2 separate regions of the Rattus norvegicus genome follow, and region 2 is linked to region 1. Evidence: chromatin contacts called from public Hi-C data. All regions are on one chromosome and are shown on one strand. Each heading gives the region's core, a stretch centred on a gene start, on an enhancer-like site or on the middle of the called end of the contact. The rest is flanking DNA. Distances are from core to core; before and after follow the strand shown.

Evidence for each region. A called contact is a pair of places that touch in the nucleus more often than the background predicts.
Region 2: a Hi-C map of liver shows a contact between it and region 1, with 7 times the contacts expected there. The contact joins two enhancer-like sites. A contact is called at or near these places in 3 of 12 Hi-C or Micro-C datasets (kidney and liver).

The regions. Positions count from the first base shown.
Region 1 is chr16:52,586,806-52,592,545 of GRCr8, forward strand. No RefSeq gene overlaps it. Among named protein-coding and RNA genes, the nearest start is that of Acsl1, 57 kb to the left of the region's middle. Within about 2 kb of position 3,861, at least 12 of the 93 cell types and tissues checked have an H3K27ac peak or open chromatin away from gene starts, as enhancers often do. A contact at or near this core is called in liver, where this site is marked.
Region 2 is chr16:52,704,705-52,711,311 of GRCr8, forward strand. LOC120097420 (a long non-coding RNA gene) reads left to right here. Exons shown (of 3, transcript XR_005494792.1): 3 at 1,685-2,245. Among named protein-coding and RNA genes, the nearest start is that of Helt, 16 kb to the right of the region's middle. Within about 2 kb of position 1,722, at least 5 of the 93 cell types and tissues checked have an H3K27ac peak or open chromatin away from gene starts, as enhancers often do. A contact at or near this core is called in liver, where this site is marked.

The sequences.
Region 1 (5,740 bases), core at 2,611-5,110:
ACTTCATTAGCACATTGAAGCTAACTGGAAGAAGTAGACTTTAGGGGCAGGCCTTTGAAGGTTATTCTCGGCTTGACTTCCCCGATACCTGGCGTGCTTCGATGGCTTAAATAGGAATGGTTCGCATAGACTTATGTGTTTGAATCCTTGAGTTTAGGAGTGGCATTATTAGGAGTGGCCTTGATGGAGAGGAAGTGTGTCATCGAGTAGGCGGGCTTTGAGGGCTCATATATGCTCGAACTGCACACAATATGGTATACACTCTCCTCCTGCTGCCTTTGGATCAAGACATAAAACTCTTGGCTCCTCCAGCACCATGTCTGCCTGGATACTGTCACACTACCCTCCATGATGATAATGGACTAAACATCCGAAACTGTAAGCCTGCCCCAATTAAATGTTGTCCTTTATAAGAGTTGCCTTGGTCATGGTGTCTCACCACAACAATAAAACCCTAACTAAGACACCCACTGTGCTGGAAACGCTCTGCCACCTAGAACTGAGCTGGCCTGCCATGTTTTCCTTACCACAATGAACCAGAAACCCCTGCAACCATGAACCAAAGTCATATTCCCCCCCTTAATTTATTTCTATCAGGCAGGGCAATCACAGATGCACAAGTAAGAGGGTAATGAGAAGAAATTGCTATGGCAAACTTTACTGGTGCAGTTGGTGAATGGGACTACAGACTTTAGATAATATTATATCGGCATAACGCTTTTCTGGATTTAATGGCTATGCTATGTTATGAATTCTCTCTTAGAAAATATAAACTAGGGGTTGGGGATTTAGCTCAGTGGTAGAGCGCTTGCCTAGGAAGCGCAAGGCCCTGGGTTCGGTCCCCAGCTCCGGAAAAAAAGAACCAAAAAAAAGAAAAAAGAAAATATAAACTAATGTTTAGATAAAGTGGCACAGACAATATAGTCTCAAATGTTACAGGAAGAGATACAAGCATAGACACATCACACACAGAACACAACAAAAATAAACTAAGCAAATTTTCTCAAATTGTCCGTTTGGGGCAAAGGGTATATGTTCATATGGTATACATTTTTTCTGTGTGCTCAAAAGTACTTCCAAAGTGATGATTTCTGTGAGCAGAGGAGAGTGCCTAAGCAAGGGAGAGCTTTTCTCTTGCTGGGAATATAGTTAATTATACAGTACATATAATTATAAGTGAAGCCTGCAACACAAATCCTTTCAATTGTTTTCCAGATAGTATATATTACAAGAAAAGAATTGTCAAAGGCTAGGGAGACAAGTCAGTAAATTAAACCCGTGCATGGGCTAGATCTTTAGTATCCACATAAAAACCTGATATGACATTGCATACCTATAATCCCAGCACTCAGAAGGCAGAGATAGGAGAATCCTGCGGGCTTTTTGGTGAGTCAGTCTAGCAGGATTGGTGAACTCCATGTTCAGTGAATGACCTTGTCTCAAAAAGTCACATGGAAAGTGATTGAGAAAGACAGCTGTTATTGACCTCTTGTGTATATGCGCACATTGCACATGAATCCACACCTGTATCCATGCAAATATACATACGTACACATACGTATACATTACATACATATACTCCTCAAATACACACTAGACACAGACCACACACATACAGTGAGATTATACAAAAATCAGAAATTCAATTTACATTATACATTAAGTAAAAATAATTAGAAAGTCTTTGGCTTAGTCCATGGTCCCATTAGTGAAGGAGAAAAACATCTTAAGAGTATACAGGAAGAATAATCTCAGAGCTTTCTTGATTTGTCATGAACAGAGGCTCCAGCAAATCTAACAGAAAACTAGGCACAGTGAGGGTGCTGATAGCAAGCTCATGAGGGAACTCAGCTCCAAAAAATTAAGATTAACCACCACAAAAGGGAGCCTTCAGGAAGGAAAGGCCATCCAGAGACTGCCCCACCTGGGGATCCATCCCATATGCAGCCACCAAACCCAGTCACTGTTGGCTGATGCCAAGAAGTGCTTGCTGACAAGATCCTGATATGGATGACTCCTGAGAAGCTCTGCCAGAACCCTATTGATACAGATGAGGATGCTTGTAGCTAACCATTGGACTGAGCACGGGAACCCCAATGGAGGAGTTAGAGAAAGGACTGAAGGAGCAGAAGGAGTCTGCAACCCTATAGGAAGAACAGCAATATCAACCAATCAGACTCCCCAGAGCTCCAGGGACTAAACCACCAGCCAAAGAGTACACATGGAGGGACCCATGGCTCCAGTCGCATACTGTAGTAGAGGATGGCTTTGTTAGGCGTCAAAGGGAGGAGAGGCCCTTGGTCTTGTGAAAGCTCGATGCCCCAGTGTAGGGGAAATCCAGGATGGGGAGGTAGAAGTAGGGTGGAAGGGGGAGCATCCTCATAGAAGCAGGGTGAGGAGGGGTTGGGGGGACTGGGAGAGGGGATAACATTTGAAATGTAAATACATAAAATATCCAATAAAAATGCAAAAAAAAGGGAGCCCTCAATCCTATGGAGACTTACAAGATACTTGCTGGAGTCTCATAATACCTTGGGAGCAGCCACAAAAATCATAAAGCTGAAAGAAGCAACTTTAATTATCAGTAAGTTGGTATTGATAAGACTAGTCCATCTTGCTAGGAACGAGGCTGACTCATCGTTCTATACACTCCCTGACATGCTATAAAATAATTGTCATGTAGTCAAAATAAAATTAAAGAGCCTTAGGTGGATGCTTAGTTTCAAACATTATGTTACTTTTTCTGCATTAAGTTTGTCACATCTGCTAGCTTTTAATTCATTTGTAAACAATTGTCAATTGTTTAATTGTTAATGTTGTATTTGTGGTTGTATACTATTTTTCTTTTTTAAAAAAATATTCATTATTTTACTTCACATGCATTGGTGTTTTGCCTGCATGTATGAGGATGTTGGATTCCCCCAGAACTGGAGTAACAGAGAGTTGTGAACTGCTATGTGGCTGCTGGGGATTGAACTTGGGTCCTCTCGAAGAGAACTGCTGAGCCATTTCTCTAGCTGCAATACACTCTATTTTTTCTTAAAGAGCGTCTTCCAGTTATAAGCTTCACTCCACAGATAGGATTCTGTCCTTGGTAGAGAGCACTCTGTCTGCTGTCCTTTGATTTCTAGTCTGACCTCTTGGTTCTCTGCCACAGCTATTTAGAGAACAGAGTTCAAATGAGATTTACTGGAGGTGCTTGGGAGAGAAAGGCAATGGCCTCAGGCAGTTCCAGAAGGTTACATGAACCGTGGTTTCACAAACCACCAGACTGAAGTGAGTAGGTTCAGGTCAGAGGCTGTGGGGAAAGGGAGATCCAGTAAGATTTGAAAGAAAGGGATATGAGAGCCATCTCAACGGGAGGACAGACAGGAAATTCCAGAGCACTTTGGATCCCAGGGTCTGACAGCGTAAGTTCTTTCTTTTGTTTTGTGTTACAACACTGAGGAGGAATTTCAGAAGTTCCCAGGTGACGGAGAACATTGCCAAATCCTGGAGTCTGTACTTCATAGTGTTGGCACTAAGGATCTACTGTTTATAAGTAGGGCAGTGGTCTGACCTGGACATTTTAGGAAAACAACTCTGCCATGGCTTGGCGGAAACAGAAAGAAACCAATAAAATAACTGTCTGAAAACTTCTCTGGGTGCACGAACAGGGAAAGAGTGGCTGGCCTTTGCGGTGAGTGAGCGCGGACCTGGTACCGTTACTAAGGAGACAGGATCCCACAAGGGATTATTTTAGTTACTTTTCCATGACTGCATCAAAACACCTGGGAATGCAGGATTTACTTTAACTCACTATTTCAGTTTACGGTCGCCTGACTCTGTGCATGCAGGACTGTGGTGAGTTAGAGCATCGTAGGAAAGGGCAAAGAGCCAGGAAGCGGCTCGCTTCACAGAAGCTTGGAACAGAGAGATACAGAGGAAGGGTCTGTGGACGCGGCACACCCAAAGTATCCAAAGGTTACTTAGTCCCCTTGATCAGACTCCCGCTTCCAACAGTCCATTCAGTATGAAGTCATCAATAGATAAATCAATGGGTTCACCTGGAACATTCATGATCCAATGACCTCTCCAAAGCCCCCAGCTGGCAACCCGGGCTTTAATGCATGAACCTTCAAGGGACATTTTTAGATTTAAACCGTAATAGGAATATAACTCATATTATTGGTTATATTTTGTGTATGTTTCTTCTCCTCTTCCTCTTCTCTGTCCTCTTGCTCCTCCCCCTTCTAAACTAAGTCTAAGAAGAAGAAAAAGATGGCTAGCATAGCTTATGCTTCTCCTTCCATGACTGGGGCAGTGTGACTTCTGGCTATAGTCATAGGACAGAGTCCTGTACTTGGAAGTCCTGAAGCCCCTATGATCCGGATGCTAAGATTCACCCTAGAGAGTTTGCGAGTTCCCTGATGGACAAGCAAGATTTTGTTAGTTTGTGCCTACATGCTTTTCTATAGAAAGACAATCCTACAGCTTTTTAAAATGAGCCATTGTTCGTGGTCTGAGATGATCTCAGCCAGTGGGAAGAGACTTGGAACGTTCAGCTATAATTTCAAGTCTCAACGGCAAGTCGCCTCCCAATTCTATTTCGATCTGGATCGGGTCTTTAACTCAGTTCTCACAATAAAACCTCTATCCCGTTCTTAGGCTACACTTCCCATCTGGATCCCGAGAGGCCACGCCAAGGGACTGTGCACTGTATAACTAACGCAATTCCATTTATATGGATGTAAATGGAAACAGGCAAAACTGAGCTGTTGTTAAAGGCTGTGTAGTGTAAGGTGATTGTAGGGAACAGAGATCAAATAAATAAAGCGTTGGAACTATGAAAACAGTCAGAGTGAATATATAGACATTTATGTTCATTCCTAACAAAAAATAATGAGTAAGGATGGCGGATTCACGTAGATATGTCTGATATCCAACTATCCTAAAAGGTTTGTCGGGATTATAGTATCACACAATGATCACTGAGATCTAATCAAGCAGGTACTTCTATAAAACACCGTTTGACAGCTGCCTCTTCAACCTTCGTCTGCCACAGCCCTTATTACTTGACCTTTGTACCAAAGAAGGTTCAAAACAACCTGTGTAATCTTTCTCATTTTGCCTTTAAGGATTTGTTTGCCTCAGCCTCTTGGACATACACACAACTTACTATGTCATGCACATTCTTATTACAGTGTTAATATACTTACCTTCTAGAGACTCTCTGTTACTCTGACAGCCGTTTGTACAAGAGATGCCTACCCTTCAGGTTTTCTGTGGGGTTAAGAGATGAGGGAAATCTCTGGCACTAAACTCAACCCCTTTTTTGCCAGTGTCCAATGAGGACAGGGCAGAGCCCACATGTTGACTCTCTATGCAGCTCTATGTGGCCGTATGATACAGTTCTAATCTATAGATGTCTGCCAAGAATGCTTATGTAGGAAACAAACATGACTGGTGCCACTCTCTTGTGCCTTGGGCTTTTAAACTAACCCACATGACAATAGCCGCCTCATGACCTAGGCTAAGCAGGAGGGACTTAGCTCAGAAAATTGAGATCCTGTTGAGCTACTGAATGAAGGCTGGCATCCCCCTGTCTCTGCTCCATGCCACTGACCATTAAAGCCGTGTAGAACACTCTTCTGATCAGAACACATTTTTAACTGAGACACCCTTTAACCTCTCACTATTATTATTATTATTATTATTATTATTATTATTATTATTATAAAATACAGCACAAGTTTTTGAT
Region 2 (6,607 bases), core at 472-2,971, 120 kb after region 1:
TAAGAATAAAGTAAGAATTAAACTAGAAGTGATGGGAAAACTTTATATTATACACAAATTTAGGTTTTAGTTTAGCCATTAGAAATTACCAGTGGGGACTGAGAAGAAAGATAGTTCCACAGAAAGTTATCCAAACTAAAGTAGTATGCTAACAGAAATTTTTTTTTTCATTTAAAATTCTGAGGTAGAGTTTCTGGTGATAAATGTGACTTATTGGTTCCTAAATATATTCATCCATAAGGGAACTATACTACTTCTAGCCTGATAGCTTTTAAACAAAGCTGAAGCTAAGCCAGGAGTGGTAGTGCATGCTTTTAATCCCAATAGTTAGAAGGGAGAGGCCGGCAGATCTCTGTGAGTTCCAGGATAGCCAGAGCTGTGATACAGAGAAACCTGGGTCTGGAAAAACCAAAAAATGAAATAAAATAAAAAGTAGAGGGGGGTTGGGGATTTAGCTCAGTGGTAGAGCGCTTGCCTAGGAAGCGCAAGGTCCTGGGTTCGATCCCCAGCCCCGAAAAAAAGAAAAGAAAAAAAAAGTAGAAATAAATTAAGGCTAACATAATAAATATTGTGAGACAAAGCTGAATCTCAGTGAATGAAGCCTTGCCGGAAAATTCTGCTTGCAGCAAAAGGCGTCCTGTTCAATATGAGTGGTAAATTTAGTCAACTACAAAGCGCGCTAAATTCAATGAATCAATCATTAGGCAAGTGGCGCGTTTACAGATGAAACACTGACCAAACGGTTTTCACTAAATTTCCCGAAAACCTTTCATATCCTTGTAAGCACAAGAGACCTGATTATGTAGGAGAGCTGCTGGCAACCAACAGTAAACTTAGTATGAACCAGCCATGATATCCCAACAGCTGTTGTACTAATGATTACTGACGCAGGTCCATGACAGTTTAAAAAACCCAAATGAGCCTGTGTTCCACAAGCAGGCCATCTATGTCCGAGGTTCTCAACCTGTGGGTCGCCCCCCCACAGGGTTTCCCTAAGACCATCAGAAAACACAGAATCATATTTACATTATGGTTCATCACAGTAGCAAAACTACAGTAATGAAGTAACAGCAAAAACAATTTTGTGGTTGGGGGTCACCAGGACATGAGGAACATGTATTAAAGGGTCGCAACATCAGGAAGGTGGAGAGCCACTGATCTTTGTAGCTTCTCAGTGCCACTACAGGTCGCCATGGAAAACAGGTTCAGCTGTTCCTTGTTCTGGAGGCTATAACGACATGGAGCTGAGAGTCGAACCATGGTGTTTGTACCCTGACTTTCTGTAGAGTTTGTTGTGTGGCTGACCTTGCCCAGGTCCAGATCCTGTTTCTGTTGTCTTCTCCGTCTCTCTCCCTTGCCTGTAAGGACACCAGCCAGGCTGGGTTAATGGCCTGTCCCTGCTCCAATAGGACCTCATTTTAACTAATTACATCTGTCGCAGCTCTAGTTGAAAGTAAGCCTGGGACGGGACATGATGCAGATAGGATGCAGTGCAACCTGTAGCAGCCGTGGCTGGCACTTCCCAGACAGCTCAGTCAGTGAAAGTTACTTCAATCAGTTCTCCTCTACCTCCTTAGTCTTTCTTTTCGAATGTACTTTAAAACTATATTTAGGGGCCAGGAGGTAGTTCCGTGGGTGAAGTACTTACAACGGCACAAATATGGACGCGAGATTTCTTCCTCAGAACCCATACATAGCTTGAGGCAGCTGCCCACGTCTGTGATCTTAGCGCCCCCTACCGGGAGACGGAAGGCAAAGGCATGAAGACGTTCATGGGCCTCTCGGCTTAGCCTACGAAGCAGGGAGCATGAAGACTTCATTTCAAAGGAGGTAACAAGCAAGAACTGACACCCAAGATTGTCCTCTGACCACATCGATGTGTCTACGCAGCTCGCACAACGGCAGGTGCGCCCATGCGAGCACGCAAACAAACGCATAAGACTTTAAAAAAAAACTTTTTGAATGATAGATTATACACACTCACCCAACTTACTAATACAGAAGCAGTTTTATCTGGATTTAGCTTGGGAAAGTCTGGCTAAAATCAGGTGTACCACAACCCCATCCCCTTTACTAGTCTGCTTGTGGTCTAATCCTATAGTCCTTATTTTCTAAGGGGGGGGGGTCTCAGGTTAATCTAGTTTCATTGTTTTCCAATGAAATTCTGTGGCATCCTGGAAAACACACGTATTTACTATAATGTTCTTCAAGGTTCATTACACAAATAAACTCGAGGGTGAGAAGACCTTCTTCTCCTTGAATGTGTCAATTTGGGGGTGGGAAATTTTTCACTGACTGCCAGAGCTAAAAAGGGGAAGGCTGTCGTGAACTTGGGTGGAAAGGTCTGTAGAGGGCTCTGATTTCTGGTGGAAAGCCAGGGTCAAGGATGAGAATAAATAGAGAACTGGGTAGAAAAAAGACCCAGCCCGTTTTCTGGCACTACCAGATCGGGGTTAGGAAGGACATGAAGATTTCATATGAAAACATTTTCACGGAAAGCTGACAATTGAAGACAGAGACACCTTCGCACAAGACGGTCCTTCCTTATTTCCTTTCTTGTAATTCAATGTCACAATTAGAAATCTGAAACCAAGACCAGAAAAGGAAGCAGCCCAGAGTTGGCACTGGCCAGGTAACATCCCCGAAGCTGAGGAGAAAGAGCCGGGCCAGGAAGTGTAGATTCCTGGTACCAGCTTCTCTCCTGCCTTGTCTCCAGAATGGGCAACAGGACCCAGAGCTTTGGAGTCCATTTTTGAAGAACAAACCAGTTGTCGAGAGCATATAGAATTAAGAAATATTCAGGACAGGAGGAGACTTTTCTCCTTAGAGGCAGACGTGTCTGAGATGTGTAGGAGGAGGTGAGAGACTGAGGGCTGGGGGAGGTGGGAACCCGACAGGAAGCCATGTTCACAACAGCAAAAGAGGAAAAACTACCGACGAGTGTGGGACGGCCAGGGATTCTCAGTAACTGTCATGGAGGAACTGGAAGGGATCGGGACTCCACAGAGGAACATCCGTCAACTAACCTGGGCCCTTGGGGGTTCCCAGAAACTGAACCTCTGACCAAAACGCATACAAGGGCTGGACCTAGCTACCCCCAGATGTGGCAGATGTACAGCTTGGTCCCCCAACAACTGGAGCAGGGGCTGTCCCTGACTCTGTTGCCTGCCTGTGGACCCCATTCCCCTAACTGGTCTGCCTTGTCTGGCCTCAGAGGGAGAGGACATGTCTAGTGCTGCAGTGATTTGAGGTCACAGGGTGGGGGGACCTCCCCCTTCTCAGAGGTGAAAGGGAGGGGTAGGGAAAGGAGGGGTGTGAGGGGAGACTGGGAGGAGAAGGAGACTGCGATTGGGATGTAAAGAGAAACAATGAATGAATGAATGAATGAATGAATGAATGAATGAAAAACTAAAATAAAAACCAGTTGAAGAGGAGGACTGGATGTACCTGGTGCTGTCAGAGGCTTGGCTGTCCATGTGAAATGGTGCCGACTCTCAGAACTGACAGGGATATGAGTGAAGAGCAGCGGCCTATCCACGGTCTCTAGAAGGCGTCAGAGCAGAACCTAGATGGGAAAGGAAGTATGACTGGAGAGATAACTGGAGAGGCTGACAGGAGGATGTCCTCAAGTCCAGGCTGCCCAGCCAGGGTCTCCAGAAAGCACCTCGGGCATATTCGGTGTTGTTTGTACACCAGTGGGGCGCCACCAAGCTCTAGGGAGGAAAGCGATGCTATCTGACACTCAGCCTCATTTGGACCCTTTCGGGAGGCTGACACAAAGTAAGAAAGTGGATGTCAGGTTTGAGACAAGCCTGCTGCTCCATTGCATCTGAAGGGAGCTTGAGCAACGGGACCAAGGCAGGGGCATTCATTGATGGGAAGTGGTGAAGCTATGTAACATAGGGCTGGTAGCAGACACTTAGAATTCTAGTATTTAGGAAGTAAAGGCAAGGCATTTTGACTTCAAGGCCAGAATTAGTTATATAGCAAGGCTGTTTCTCAAAGAAATAGGCCGGGAATATAACTCACTCAGAGAGCACATGCCTAGAATGTATGTACAAAGCCCTTGGTTCCGTTACAGATTTATTTATTATCTATGAGTACACTGTCACTGTCTTAGACACACCAGAAGAGGGCATCAGATCTCTTTACAGATGGTTGTGAGCCACCTTGTGGTTGCTGGGAATTGAACTCAGGACCTCTGGAAGAGCAGTCAGTGCTCTTAACCACTGAGCCATCTCTCCAGCCCCATTTAAAAAAAAAAAGCATATTTTTTAAATACCATGAGTGAGCGGTGCTCAGAAACTGAGAAAAGGAAGCTGCTCGTTTATGCCTGGATCCCCGCTGGACATTTGCATGTAGAACGCCAGTTCCCTGAGACGTGAATGGATGTCAGCACTGAATTATCACCAGCAGAGGGAGGAGGGTGCCAGGACCAGCCCTGAATGGCTTGGTGTGTGTGGCTGAGCTCCCTCAAGCATACCCAAGTGGAGAGACAGTCATGTGGAGAGCGAGTCATGAGAAACGCAGGCAGGGAACAGAAGAGGGACGTGTTGAAGCATAATGAGGATGGGTGTGACAGCCGAAAACCTGTCATGCACTGACTGCTCTTCCAGAGGTCCTGAGTTCAATTCCCGACAACCACATGGTGTCTGACAACCCTCTGTAATGGGATCCAATTAAAGAGAGCGAAAGTATACTCCCATACATAAAATAAATAAATCTTTTTTAAAGCTTTTTAGAAAAAAAAACCTCTTAAACAAAACGCGAGAGTAAAAGAGGACCCAGGTAGCTTGAGACAGAACTCTGGAGGCACACAAAAGAGAAAAGAAGAAAAATCGTCCACAGAGATTGACAAGAGGCTCTTCTCTTTGATGTCATGGAAACCAAGCAAACAAGGACCTTTATGTGGCAGATGCCAAAAGATAACAAGTGCCCACTGACCACAGGGATGTGTATGGCAGTTGTCCTGGTTGATGGAAATCGTCGGTGGGTTGGGTGGGGATTATAAGAAGAAAAAGAGTGGAGCCCGTGTGTCGCAGACGACAGAGCCCAGTCTCACTGGATGATGGACTGACTGAAACCCCAGAGACAATAAAGCTAGAGGCCAGAGACGGAGTTCCGGTGCTATGTGTTGCAGGATGTAGAACTTTCTATTGATACATAAAGGACAAGAGGACAGAGAATGCCAGACGACTGTGGGAAGCCTTTCGGGATCCTGTCCTTAAGTTTCCTCTTCTATTAGAAAAAAAAAAACTTGCATCACTTCAAACTGTGACTATTACAGAAGGAAATATATATCATGTGCCCAGCACCATGCCTGGTACTCACTACAGACCAGACAGGCAGATTCACTACAGGGTGGAGTGGTAGGTCTGTGGGGCGCACTCAGCCCCATGCCCTGAAACACAGGCTTTCTGGGGCAGCGGAAGGGGAAGTGGAGGCCTCACCATTGTGAGGAGCGTAGAGATTCTTCTCAGGGAGTTTTAGTCTTCTTGGCTCTGTTACTTACAGAGTCCTGAGGACTCTGTTCCATGCCCTAGCTACGGAAGGTGACACAATGTCCTCATGTTGAGGGCAGTGTTCTAGCATCTTGACTCTCACTCACACCGACCCCTGGAGAACTCTCACGGGTAAGAAGACCATCAGGAGAAAGGACTTGTTAGGGTCATCAGTGGGAAGCCTGAACCAGTGCCCAAGCCTCTTTAGAAATCAGTACCGTTTCTATTCACTGTGCAGAAATACTCAAGAAGTCCCCCTAAATGGCCTTGTGTGAAACCCCATCCTGATCACCTGCTGGGCCCTGATCTCCGCACTCCCCCTGCAGGCAGAAACATTTATTGTGCACTGGGAGTCAAAGAATACAGGTCCGGATTTCAATACTTAATCTTGCCTGTAGACTTGATTGGACCTAGAAACAACAAAGAAGCACACGTTCCGGCTGGTGTGGTGAGGTTGTTTTTCTGGAAGGGACAACTTAGGAGGAACTGTCCTTCCCCAGAGTGGGCTGCACCATCCACCAAGAGACCCGGATGTAAGAAGAGTCTGTGCTACTTTCTCCCGCCTGCCTTTGCTCCTGCTGTGCAGTCCAGCCCCTGCCAGCACCCGCTGACACCAGAGCTCACCTTCCTCATCCTCCCAATGGAGATGCAGAATTTCTCCAGGAAATCCCCAAGTTCCCAGGGGACCAGGCAGGGGCTGCCTCCTTCTTCATGGACTAGAGAGCTATTGAGGTCCCGGCTTCTCCACCATTGGACCGTTCACTTTGTGATGTGTGGGACAATATAATAACTCTCCATAGAATGTGTATTCATTCTACTCTTTTGCTCCCCTCAGATAGCCTAACACGGGGATCAAATGTCAGAATCCGGGGCTTTACTCCACGGTTGGGGGTGGAGGCAACGTGATACCATGTCTGGCTATATTCAAAGGGTTGCAATGCTAAGTTCTAATTCAGAAGGCTTTATCCCGTCCTGTACCCGCCTGAGCCTCTGGAGTCAAAAGCTGCCTGCTCTATCCCCTTTGCCTCTCTTATTTCAACAAACATTTATGAGCATTTTCTGATGCCAGACACTGCACCAGATATGTGCAATAAAAAGATGGACAG